Regions from separate parts of the Arachis hypogaea genome. Here region 2 is linked to region 1. The links are chromatin contacts, called in public Hi-C maps. All regions are on one chromosome and are shown on one strand. Each heading gives the region's core, a stretch centred on a gene start, on an enhancer-like site or on the middle of the called end of the contact. The rest is flanking DNA. Distances are from core to core; before and after follow the strand shown. Region 1 holds the start of LOC112738305 (PHD finger protein ALFIN-LIKE 4). Region 2 holds the start of LOC112738308 (protein Brevis radix-like 4).

Region 1 (6,329 bases), core at 995-3,494:
CTTTTCCTTCGACTGTTTCTTTGCAGTTCCAGTCACAACCTCAAAAATTGTTGGCAGATCATTAATCATAGTGAATAGACGTTTCCTGCATCAAGAATTACACATTTACACTTGATCAATTGTGACTAGGGTTTTTTAATTCCACCAAATGTTCTAAAGTGAACTACTACATGTATAGGCCAACTAAATTAAGAAATTGTGACATAAGAAACATAAGTTCTGAAGCAAAAGAAGACGGCATGCATCCAAAAGCATGTATTCATCCAACTGAGGAAAACAAAGATTGTAGGATATATATATATATATATATACCTGTCAGCTCTGTCAAAACCAAATCTTGCTCCAAAGTAGAAAGCCACTGCAATTAGCCATGCATCACTGTGAACTGCAACTAAAGTTAGCCAGTCCTTCTCTTGCATCCCATCCCTAGCAAAGTTTATGCCCAATGCAGGCTCGGGAAGTTCAGGAGGAACTTCTTCAGCGGGTAAATTAACTTCCCACTGTTCAGTGGGGTATCCATACAGACAGAGGTTCTCCTTATCTGATCAATTGGACAAAAATGTAATAAATAAGCATGAAACAACTCAAAAAACAGCACAGGATTCCAATCACTAGAAGCAACCAATGCGAGAGCATTAGACTTGTTTACTGAAAGCAGCAAAGTTGAAAAACACAACTTCCAATTCCAAACTCTACCAACTTCCAATTATAGTAAATTATACATATTAATCTTTGTTCACAAATATAAACTAAAAGTTAGTTAACTGCATCTAAAACCATGAAAAATCATAGAACAGGACACTTCTACAGGATTTCAATAATACTGAATACAATTAAAATAAAAAGAAAAGCATGGATGTGACAACAAAGAACAAAGTTGACAAACCTATAGATCCTAACTAAAATTAGACAAGGGATGTACAGCACATAAAACAAGAGTTTTTACAACATAAAATCCTTTAAAATCACAACTAACGTTAATAAAATTTCTAAATAGAAGTTAGAATTGTACTATGGGAGGAGTCATTTAAAAAAACGCAAATTTACCATAGGTGGATGGAGGACCAAATTTGGAAAAACAATAACACAAAGCAGGGAAAACAAAATGCAATGATGCATTAAAACAAAATCTAATTGGAAATTTAACAGAAAGGCCAAGGTTTAGGTCAGAACTCAGAAGAAAAGTAAAGGGTCTAGTTAAGTAAACAAGGCTCCGACATGCTAGTCAATTTGCTTCCTGCACCAGACGTTTCAGTGCAAAGAAGAAGTAAGCAGTATCCATCAACAAAAAACAATTTGATATTTCTGCTAATCAAAAAGTGAGCGACTATCACATACTCAATAAGTTCATGCAATACACAACTACTTCATACCCAAAAAAACAAAGAAGATCTTTTTAACTTGTCATTCACATTAGCAGAACAATGCAGTAACAAGTAACCATAACAGAACAAATATGCATAAATCTTTCACAATATGAAGCAAGAAAACACCGAAAACACCCCCGGGGGGGGGGGGGGGGTAAAAATTAAACAGATATAATTGGATACTCAAGTTCTCAACAGAAGCAAATACCACAGAAAATACAAAAGTGGAGACAAAAGAAGGCATAAACCCTAACCTGGATCACACTGCCGGTAAAACTCCTCAACATCTGCAAAAATAAAAAACAACACTTATTATAATGCAAGAAAAGAAAAGAGAAAACAATTTCTTTCACGAAAACCCTAAATTTGAAAATTAAAAAAAAAAATTGAGTGATGCACTGCTTCACTCTGATAATCGCAGTCAAGAGAGAGACCAGTGGTGAGGGCTTTGATCATAGCAGCTCTGCGACCCTTGAAGTCGCGGAAAACTTCCTCAACGGTGCGAGGGTTGTAGTGTCCGCCACCGTCCATCACTCCCTTTCTTACACCTTCACTAACCAAACCTCACACTCACTTTTTCTTTTGTTGTTTTTCTACTGCTTCTTTCAAACAATGCAAAGGGGAAGAGGAAGAACTAGGAGAAGAATGAAACTGTAAAGTGAGAGAGGGTGAGGTTTTTGTTTTTGTGTATTTATAGAAGAGAGAGTGGAAGCAGTGCGAGATTTGGGATTTTGGAATTTGGAATTGCAGCACAAAAGAAAAAAGAGAGGGAACACTCCTCTTACCTGTGTGGCAAAAAGGCAAATTTGGATGGACTCTCTTTGATATCCTGCTCTTCACTCTTCAGTCTTCACTTACCCCAACCTCAAAAGTCTCACACTTCACACTTATTATAAAACTGGTATTTATCTCCATTTTGTTGTTTAGCTATTGTTAATTTTCCCTCAGTAAAACATATGTATACTATTTAATATTTCTTATGAAAACAAAATAAAAATTTAACAATATTGGGGGATAATTTATTAAATTTATAAAATTACTTATTAAATAATTATACTTAATGTTTTTTCTCTAAGGTTCAAATATTTCTGAATAATTAAATTTTTCAGTTGAAATAATCTGAAACACCTTTGACATAATGATTATAAGAAAGTTAGAATTACAAGAAAAACTCATGTTAATTATTGTGAAAAGCTAATTACTTAGAAGCTTAAAAAAATTAAGGCAACTTGTCATTAGTGGTTAATTAGTTCATTTAACTATATATAGATAAAAAAAATTAAGCAAATAATAGATGAAGTATTTGATAAAAATAATTTTCCATGAAAATGAAAATTAGGGTTTAGAGAAGTTGAAAAGAGAAAAGAAAATGGAAAGAATAAAATATGACTTTTACTAATGAATGTATTTTATATAAAACACTTATAGGATTACGTATAATTAAGAGTCTGACTCATAGGTAGTATTTGTTTTGAGGTACTGAGACAGAGACCGGAAGATTGAGACTTAGTATTATGTTTGTTAGTTTAAAGACTGGTACTAAAATTTCTGTCTCTTTCCCAAAAATTTCAATATTTCAGTACTTTCAAAAAATAGGGACACAGAGGACTAAAATTTTTAGAGATGGAGACTGAAATTTTAATAACATTTTATACCTAAAATATCCTCATTTTAATTAATTAATTCTAATTTTATCCTTTGTGCAAATTAAATTAGAGTTTTATTCTTGTTTTAATTCCTGCACTTTGTACCAAACAGAATACTAAAATTTATTTAAATTTCAGTCTCTTAGTCTCGGTCTTTCCGTCTCTGTTTCTCCACCAAATACTACCTTAACTAACTCACCTAAATTACATAAATTACATCTGTAACTAATTCTATTACTTAAAATATGAAATTCCAGTTAAAATCTTAAAATATCTAAAATAATATGTTTATTTTACACTTTTTTGAAAGTCTTTCGTAAGTAACTAGTGTCTTGTTAAATTTTATTAATAAAAATATCTAAAAGAAAAATTTTTAGTGAAAGAAAAAAGAGTATATTATTTTCCAATACGTTAAACAATTTGTCTTAATTATAATATAACCAAAAAAAATAAGTTTGGGTTAAAAATTATGGTTAAGGAATGCTCCCCAATAACTACATCACTTGATAATGAGGATGTCATAATATTATATATTAACTTTGGGAAAGTATGAGAAGCCAATAGAATATTTATACAATGTGAACAATGGAGGTTTAGGGAGTATTAGAGATATAATTATTAGTGTTACCTTTTTCCATCAGCTAAAGCTTTTTGGATGAGTGGTATCATGACATGGTATTAGAGCGTTAGATCCAAAAGATCAAGAGTTCGATTCTTGGTGAACGTTCGATTCTTGGTGAACTCCAAAATCAGTTTTAGTTTTTGGAAAGATGTTTATTATCGCTAGTACTCGGATGATTATTCTAGATAGTATAGTAACTCAATAGCCCAGTACACATTGTACAAATAGTTCATTGTTTCTCTAGTGGATCCATTAACTTTTTAAATGTTGAAGTAAATAACGATTTTATAAACCATTGTCAACTTACCAATGGAACGAATTTATTGAATGTCTCTCTCATCACTTTGTTGAAAATCATGTTTGTAAAAAAGTTTTAGTGAAATATGTTTGTCCTGTCACCTTTAGTTTATCCTTTCTTTAGTCGGTGTATGAAAGTCGAATTATCTTTATATATGATTGTTGGTATCTTTTCTATGGTAAATCACATATATCTTGGACAAATTAGATGATTGAATTAAATCAAACACACTCTCAAATTATTTCATTAATAGCTAATGTTTTTGTATGATTTGAAGATGCTACAACTATGACTTACTTTATTGAACATAAAGATATAATTGTATCTCCAATTGTGAATAGATAACTTATTTGTAAGTTGTTTATGCATATCAGAAAGAAAACCTGTATTAGCATATCTGATTAATTGAAGATTTAATTATTTTGTACGTTTCTATAGTTTTATCAAATTTATAATTAGATCTCTAAATTTTTTTCTTTCAATTGGGTATATACACTACTTTTAATTTTATAATTAGGTCATTCCTAGTTAAAAAATATTCGAGTTAACTAAATATTTCTTTTCAAATTGAAAGTAATCATAATTAAAAACCTAATTAATCTTTGACTATATGCATTTTGGGAGAAATATTTTATTAATTTTAACGTTTTTGACATGAAAAAAGACCTAATTACAAAATTAAAAGCATTATAGTGACCTAATTGAAAAGAAAAAAAAGTATAGAAACCCAATTGAAAAAAATATAGAGATCTAATTAAAAATTTGGTAAATATATAGAGACCAACAAAGTAATTAAACTTTAATTAAATCTAAATTCATTAGAGTAAAATAAGCCTTTATTAATGGATCTCACAACAAGAAAAAATGGCTTTTGCCGCACTTTCAAAGCGTGCCGAAAAGTGAAAAAAAGCGTGGCGACAGCTTTTCATCACGCTTTTTGAGCTATCGATATGCTTTTGAAAGAGTCACATCTACAAGCTTGCCGATTGTTTTATCATGACGCTTTTGTCAATCTATAACTACGCTTTATTTTTTGTCATGTTTTTATTTATTGCCACACTTAAAAGCGTGGCCATATGTATAACCCTATAGCCACGCTTTTAAAGCATGCCGATAGAGAAAGATACGGGTGGCTCAAGAACACGACCTTCAACCTCAGTCAATTTTTTCTCAACATAAATTCCACATGCAGCAAGTACAGGGTCATGATCATAGGAATTATTTCTTATAGCCTACAAGAATTCGTAATGACCATACAGAGGTTATCAATAAGAATAAAACAACTCTGTTATTAAAAAATACCATAATGTTCTCCATCCAAGTGATTTTCCTAACTAAGTCCATCCAAGTAATTTAAATTCATGCGTGCAACCATCGCTTCTTCTTCTTCTTCTTCTCCCTTGATGCTGCATCTTCTTTTTCTTCTTCTTCTTTTTCGTTATCTTTTTCTTTCGTTATCATCATCTTCAACAATTTTGAATTAAATGGAATGGAATGGAATCTAATACAACTGAATAAAGTGATAATGAATAATTTTATTCTTCTTTGCTAAAATCAGTATTGTTTATGAATTTGAATTTGGATAAAATATAGGAGTTTCTGAATTTATAGACACAACTAGAAAATGGATTAACACAGACAGATTTACAGACAGATTTAGTCTTTATTACAGACGGATTTTTGGTTACCGACGACGGATTTTGTCCCTCTATAAAAGCCCCGTCGGAAATTTTTTACCGACGGATTTTTTTCCGTCGGAAAATTACCGACGGATTTTTACCAGTTACCGACGGATTTTCCCTCTGTAAATTTTCCATCCATTTTCCCAAGGCGACGAACTTTTCGACGGATTCTCCGTCTGTAATTACAGACGGATTTTCAGGCGGATTTTCCGTCTGTAATTACAGACGGATTTTCAGATGAATTTTCTGTCTGTAATTACAGGCGAATTTTCCGACAGATTTTCCGTCTGTAATTTGAACTTTGGAAAATCATCTCACACTCTGATTACAGACAGAAAATTCGTCTGTAAATCCGTCAGTAAGATAAAATAGAATTTTTTTTATTTCTTAATTACAAAATAAACTTGTTTTCATACAAAATAAATATAAATTTAATACAAATTTTTATCTAATTTGTATTAAAAAATTTATAATATTTCAAAAAATAAACAAATTTATTGTATTATCAAACTAAGAAAAGTACTATAAACAAGCAAGTCACTATAATTCAAAACATAAACAAAGTATATAGATACATCAACCATAATTCTCAGTATATTGTTCAACCATACTACAACTATCAGCTATGACTCTAGTGCGTCATCTTTTTCAGCTTTTCCATCTTTGTGATCCACTTCCATTTCTCTGTCTAGTTCCTCATTAATCTTCTTGTTT
Region 2 (6,329 bases), core at 1,807-4,306, 170 kb after region 1:
GTTGTCATCTTGTGCCACTGCAATAAGCAACACACCACCATATTTGCCATACATGTGCGTCCCATTGATAGAAACAAATGGCTTGTAATGCTTGAAAGCCTCGACATAAGACGGGAAGGCCCAGAATACTTTGTCGAACATGCTACAGTCGCGGACCATAAGGTGCCCATCATAGTAAGATAAGGCCCTGAGCTCACATACTGTTCCGGGACAACAACTCTGAAGTGCTTGTAGCAACTTCGGCACGTTGTTGTATGACTCCTCACAATCTCCGTATATCTGCGCAATTGCCTTTTGCTTTGCCATCCAGATCTTTCTATACGAGAGTTTGAAGTGATAGCTTTGTTGAACTGTACCCTGTAGGACATGGATACTGACAGATGGGTTGGACTATATCAACGGCAGGATGACATTGCAGATGAGGGTGCTGTCCAACTGTCGATGGTCTTGGGACATGGTAAGTGGTAAATATGTATGCGCTCCACCAACCTTCCGGACCTTCCTAACGAAATAAAACATTCATGGTCAGAAACTACACCAGATATAACAATCATAAATGAGTAAAAATGCCACAATTAAATTTGACCTCACCAATATCCGAGATTCTATCGGAGGGCTACACGGAGACTCCAGGGACTTCCAATTGCAGATTGGCAGCAATGCACATGGTACTTTAATCGGTCTGATTCAACAACTTGGTACTTAGCCCTTCTGCAAATGTTGTAGTTCTTCACACCCTGCATTACTGCATCTGTGCTTTTGAATTTGTGACTGACCCGAAACTCCACCCCACTGTAATCGTCTTTCCCGGTGTTGAAAAATGGAGATTTTTCATGCATCGCGTCTAGATCCAATGCATGATAGTGACTTGGTACATATGATAGCGCCGAAATCAGGTGGGGGAGGAGGCAAAACATAGCACACCGCTGTCTCGACTGGCATCTTTGGTACAAACTCCTCCTCATCATCATCTTCAGAAGAACCACTATCGTTGCTATCCGCAACATACTCCTCATCGGAGTCTTCATCATCCACGTCCATATCTTCCACTGGACTAGCAACATGAATCGGTGGTGGTGCGAGAGGTGGATCATCCTGCACAAAGGTCGAGTGGGCGGATCTGCCGCCACCAACATCACCAACCTCCGTGAAAAACTCCAGCACTTGTTCTGCCATGGAGCCGAAACAGACGACACCGAAAAACTCCATTTTCCAACGATACTAGCAACCTATACCCCACTCTTCCGATCCCTTTTCTCTGTAAATCACCAAGGTTACTCAATATTAAACTCGAACAAAGAACTTACTCGCCGAGTGCACAATAGTAACATATTATCATACTCAAATATCACCCCATTGTCATTGTTTCTCATACAACAATTGGGATACACACAGACAACAACATATCCGCTACTACTGGATATTTTTGCCTATTTTTTGAAAGAAAGATATAGGAGAAGAAGATATGAAATGTATATGGAGAATACCAAAGGTTGCACATCCTTTTATAGCTGTTGAAAATTTGTCTTATTGTATTTCATTTACACTGTAAACGTGATAATTTATCACGTATCTTGTTTACAGTGTAAACAAGATATGTGTAAACTTATCTCATTTACACTGTAAACAAGATAAGACATACTACATATTTTTGTAATTATTTTACAAATTATTTATTTCAATAAATAAAATATTTTTTATTTATTTAAAAGAAATCTCCTATAAAACCCAACAAATAAATTATCATCATTAAAAACAAATTAATCTAATGTAATTAATATTAATGATGTTGACATATTCTACCCACTCTACTTTGACACAAAACTTATCTACGAGTAGGGGTGGAAAAAGGCCAGGCGGCCTGCCAGGGGCCTGCAGCCTGGCCTGTGTTTGGCCTGACCTGGCCTGGCCTGTTATAAAATAGGTACAGGCCCAGGCTCATTTAAAAGCCTTAATACGTTAATAGGCCAGGCCCAGGCTCGCTAATTAATCTTATTGGCCTGTCAGGCCTGCTTGGGCCTGTTAAAATATAATTAAATATATAAATAATTATTTATTATAACAAAATTATGAGATATTTTAAATCTATTATATTTTATTATAAATATTTTTGTATATTTTAAATACATTAAAAGTTTAAAATTTTTTTATAAATATTAAATATATGACATATTACATATAAATATTTTTATTAAAAAATAATTTTTTTAAATAATAATTTTATTTTTGTAAAAAAAAAAAATCAGGCCTTTTAACAGGCTTCAGGCCAGGCCAGACTGAATAACAGGCCAGGCCTAGTACCTTATAAAGAGCCTATAACAGGCTGCAGGCCAGGCTCAGGCCAATTAACTGTATGACAGGCCAGGCCTGTTAAGAGTAAAGCCTGGCCTGGCCTGGCCTATTTCCACCCCTATCTACAAGTGTGGGAACAACACTAACACACGTCACCTCTCTTCTAGTGCTACACTTCTTCAGCCCATGAGAAAATTTTTTTTCCTTCAGTACAATAACATTACCCAAAAAAAGTACATAAAATATGGTGGGTAAGAGGGTAAAGAAAAGAGTTGAGAGAAGGAGATGACAGGTCAAATAAAAAAAAGTTATCTAAAATGAGAAAATTGATAAAGTGGTTAAATAATATTATAATTATTTTTAAATTTATAACTTTTTATTATGTATAAGTTCATTTTCTTAATTTTATTAAAAAATGACTTCGTTACTTTACCAATGTTTTTATTTTGGAAAAGCTTGATCCGAGACAAAGATCCGAGGATGGAAGATGGGAGAAAGACTTGTCCTTGAGAACTTCTATCGTTTTTTTTTTTTTTTTTGGAGAACTTCAAGAATCGGCTACAGCAGGCAATGGGGAAAAAGTTCTCTCTTTTTTTAGTCGTTGTCATACATGGGTTATTAGTTATGTTTTCCTTGAGCCCCAAATTGTGTACTTTTTTTTTTGGTCGATAAATTGTGTACGTTATTGGGATGTATTGTCTTCTGTCCAATAGAAAAACGGGCTCAGCCAACACAAGTAGCTGAGTCCACAACGAGCCCAACAAATACTGAAAAGCTTGAAGGGACGGCAACCGCGAAACTCAGCTCAAGAGAGACAGATACAGACACGCACATCCGCATTAACAGGTTAAAAGGAAATGATAGGCTGATATAGGCTGATAGTCCCACCCCAAAGACAAAAAGCAGATTCCACAGTCTCCTACTCTCCTCAAATCAAATCATCTCCTCTCCCATTAAAAACAAAAACAAACACACTTGACTTACTCTCTCTTCTTCCCACTGCCACCTGAATCCGCCAGTTACTTCCGACCACATGGTCCCCTCCCTCATACTAGTACTGTTAAACCCCCTCCTCCAATTTTCATTAATTAACTAATTAACACGCTGCTGCCACCACACTTTAGTGCTCACATCTTTACATGTTTTATATATTTTTTATTTATATTTTGCAGTTTCTATCAGCAGAGAGAAGACAGTCTGTGATCTCGTCGTAGTAATTGAAGTTGCTGCTGCTTCTTCGCATGGCACCAACTCATAATCGTTTCTCGGTTACCACGCTTTTTTATAATCCAACAATCTGATCTAACCTTCTATTCCCCTCTCAACTCACTCTTCTTCTCTTTCAAAAGAGAAAAAGAAAAAGAAAATGCTGACGTGCATAGCTCGGCCGAAGAAACTCGGGGAAGACTCACTGAGTCACCCGGACGATCCCAATTCCAGCATCGGAAAGAATCAATCCGTCAAGTCCATCACCTCTCAGGTAACTTCTATTAGAGAAAAGGAAAAGAAACAAAAAAGAAACAAAAAAAGTGCAAGAGCTCTCTCTTTCTCTCATTGCTTTATCTAAGTGTCGTGATTTAAACTCTCCACCGCGGGCGCGTGTGTTTGTTTTTTTGGTTTTCTTCAGTTAAAGGATATGGCGTTGAAGGCGTCGGGTGCGTACAAGAACTGCAGTCCGTGCGCGCCGCCGAGTCGACTCAGGACAGCCAGTGGAGTGGGCGGTGCCAGTATTGGAAGCGGTGGAGACTCGGATGGGGACTCGGATCGGTTCCGGTGGTCGTACAGACGGACAGGGAGCTCAAGCTCGTCGGCGGGGACAAGGACAGGGTGGGGAAAGGAGATGGAGGCGAGGCTTAAGGGGATATCGAGCGGCGAGGGGACGCCGAGCTCCGCCGGAGGGAGCGGGCGGAGGGCGGAGCCGGTGGTGGTGCTAGTGGAGGAGAACGAGCCGAAGGAGTGGGTGGCGCAGGTGGAGCCTGGCGTCTTGATCACGTTCGTGTCGCTTCCCCGTGGCGGGAACGACCTCAAGCGCATACGATTCAGGTGCGCGTATACGTATATTATATCCGAAAAAACTCGAACGCATGCTTTTGTTGTCGTTTGCCTGGTTTTTGTTGCCGTTTTGTGTTGTATATTGTGTGTAAGGAATTTTTTAGGGATGGTATTTGATAGTGACTGTTCATTAAGGTGAACGTGGTGCTGGTCGATGTTATCGGAATCGCCACATTTAGTGCTATTATTTATTAATTTATTAAAAAATAATATAAAATCATCAAAATTGTTTTGGCCATTAATTTGTTATTTACTAAAGTATGTTATTGGACTTCTTTAAGTAAAGAAATTGAGTTTATAGTTGAGTTTATAGTTAAAAGTAATGATAAAAAATAATGAATTTTGATGATCTTCTAAAAATACTTTTTATTTATTAATTATTAAGTAATCTCTAGAATAATATTTTAACATGAAAAATAATATAATTTTCTTAAATATTATCTAATATTAGCCACTACTTAGTATCCTGTTACTACTGCTGTATTTATGTTAAATTATGGGGAATGGATATGGTCAAATGTCACTCCTATTTTACAAATTTATAAAAATATATAATGTAAAAAAATGTGCAAAGTGATATTATTAAAAATAAGAGTAATAATAGCATTTTTTAAAATTATATATATTAATTAATTATGAATTTTAATGGACACAAAAAATTTTAAAATTTTAACAACACTTAAAAAATACAGTTAAAATTAATGTTACACTTTTTAATTTCACAACACTTTTTAATTAGATATATGGGAAATTGTTATATGTGTGTATTTTTGAAAAATGTTTTGTGTGTTAGATTTATTAATTGTATGAAATAAAAATGATGAAATTGTCATTTTTTCCCATAATTTTAAAATAATAGTTTAACTATAAAATTCATACATTTATTTGTTATGTATAAAAGTGTGAAATTGTAAATTCAGCAGAAATTATTTTTAATATAGAGATGAAGATGACGTTTTAGTTGAATATCGATAATTGAAGTGTATTTCAGTATTATGAATATGTATAAAATGTGTCCAACAAGCACCTTGCATGTTGAATGTTTACACGTATCCAACACCATCCTGTGTATTGCTTGTCAGAATGATGACATGTGTCCAACGTGTTGCAACACACACACTGCATGTTAACTTTCTATCTGGAAAATCAACCTGTAATTTCACCAAATAATCCTATTTTCAACAAAAACATCAATATTTTTTTCATATAAAAAAAAAATTAGCCTTAATTCGGATGAAACATTTTTGGATATTATTGAATGCAATCAATTTGAATGTGGGGATAGTGCTACAGTGATAATGACAATGGTCAATAGGTGCCTTGTGTTTTGGGGTATGGTGGACTGTCAACTTCCCTTGTCATTAAGTAGGTACTTCTATTTTTACTAACTTTTGGGACATCCTCATTTTCTTCGTTAAATGCATGGACATATATAGGAGTAGTAGTATAGTACTTATAGGTTATTAGCTTATGGTAGTTGTTTCTTCTTTGTTCTTAACCTTGTTTCGTTTGTTGGGGATTAACGCCTTGAATTTCTGGGTCTTGTTTTGTTTGGTTTATGGTAACAATGAAATGAGTTGGGATTTGTTTCCTTACATGATGATTTTGTTTTCTCTTTATTGAAATAACAACCTGATTGAAAATTTCACCAACTTTGTTTTGATCATAGTATTTTATTTGGAACGTTCAAAAAGTATAATGTGGTTTGATGTGAATAGAATTTTTGTTAGGTAGCAAATTATTATTTTATTAACCTAAAAAACTCACATTCCACCCAAAAAAAAAAAAGAAGCATTTTGATATGATTATGGAGTTTGAATTCACAGAACATTTACAAGTCGGGTACAAGACTGTCTTTACTATCTAGATGTAAAACATTTAGTGCAATTAAAGTATCATTTGTCTTTGAACCATGATTCTGAATGAGGTGAATGATGGTCCACAACCAGGCAATTAATGATTTCTGAATCCCGAAAATAATCCAA

The links. Hi-C and Micro-C count contacts between places; a contact is called where the count stands out from the background.
Region 2: a contact with region 1 is called in a Hi-C map of leaf, with 1.9 times the contacts expected there. The contact joins the promoter of LOC112738308 here to the promoter of LOC112738305 in region 1. A contact is called at or near these places in 2 of 8 Hi-C or Micro-C datasets (both in leaf).

The regions. Positions count from the first base shown.
Region 1 is chr13:47,681,084-47,687,412 of arahy.Tifrunner.gnm2.J5K5, forward strand. It overlaps LOC112738305 (PHD finger protein ALFIN-LIKE 4), which reads right to left and starts at 2,245. Exons shown (of 6, transcript XR_011869710.1): 1 at 1,802-2,245; 2 at 1,622-1,654; 3 at 313-541; 4 at 1-85. It overlaps LOC112734062, which reads right to left. Exons shown (of 8, transcript XM_072211883.1): 8 at 6,091-6,329. The coding sequence ends at 6,239.
Region 2 is chr13:47,847,400-47,853,728 of arahy.Tifrunner.gnm2.J5K5, forward strand. It overlaps LOC112738308 (protein Brevis radix-like 4), which reads left to right and starts at 3,057. Exons shown (of 6, transcript XM_025788691.3): 1 at 3,057-3,346; 2 at 3,465-3,772; 3 at 3,920-4,335. The coding sequence starts at 3,659. LOC112734068 reads right to left here and starts at 306. Exons shown (of 1, transcript XM_025783255.1): 1 at 1-306. The coding sequence starts at 306.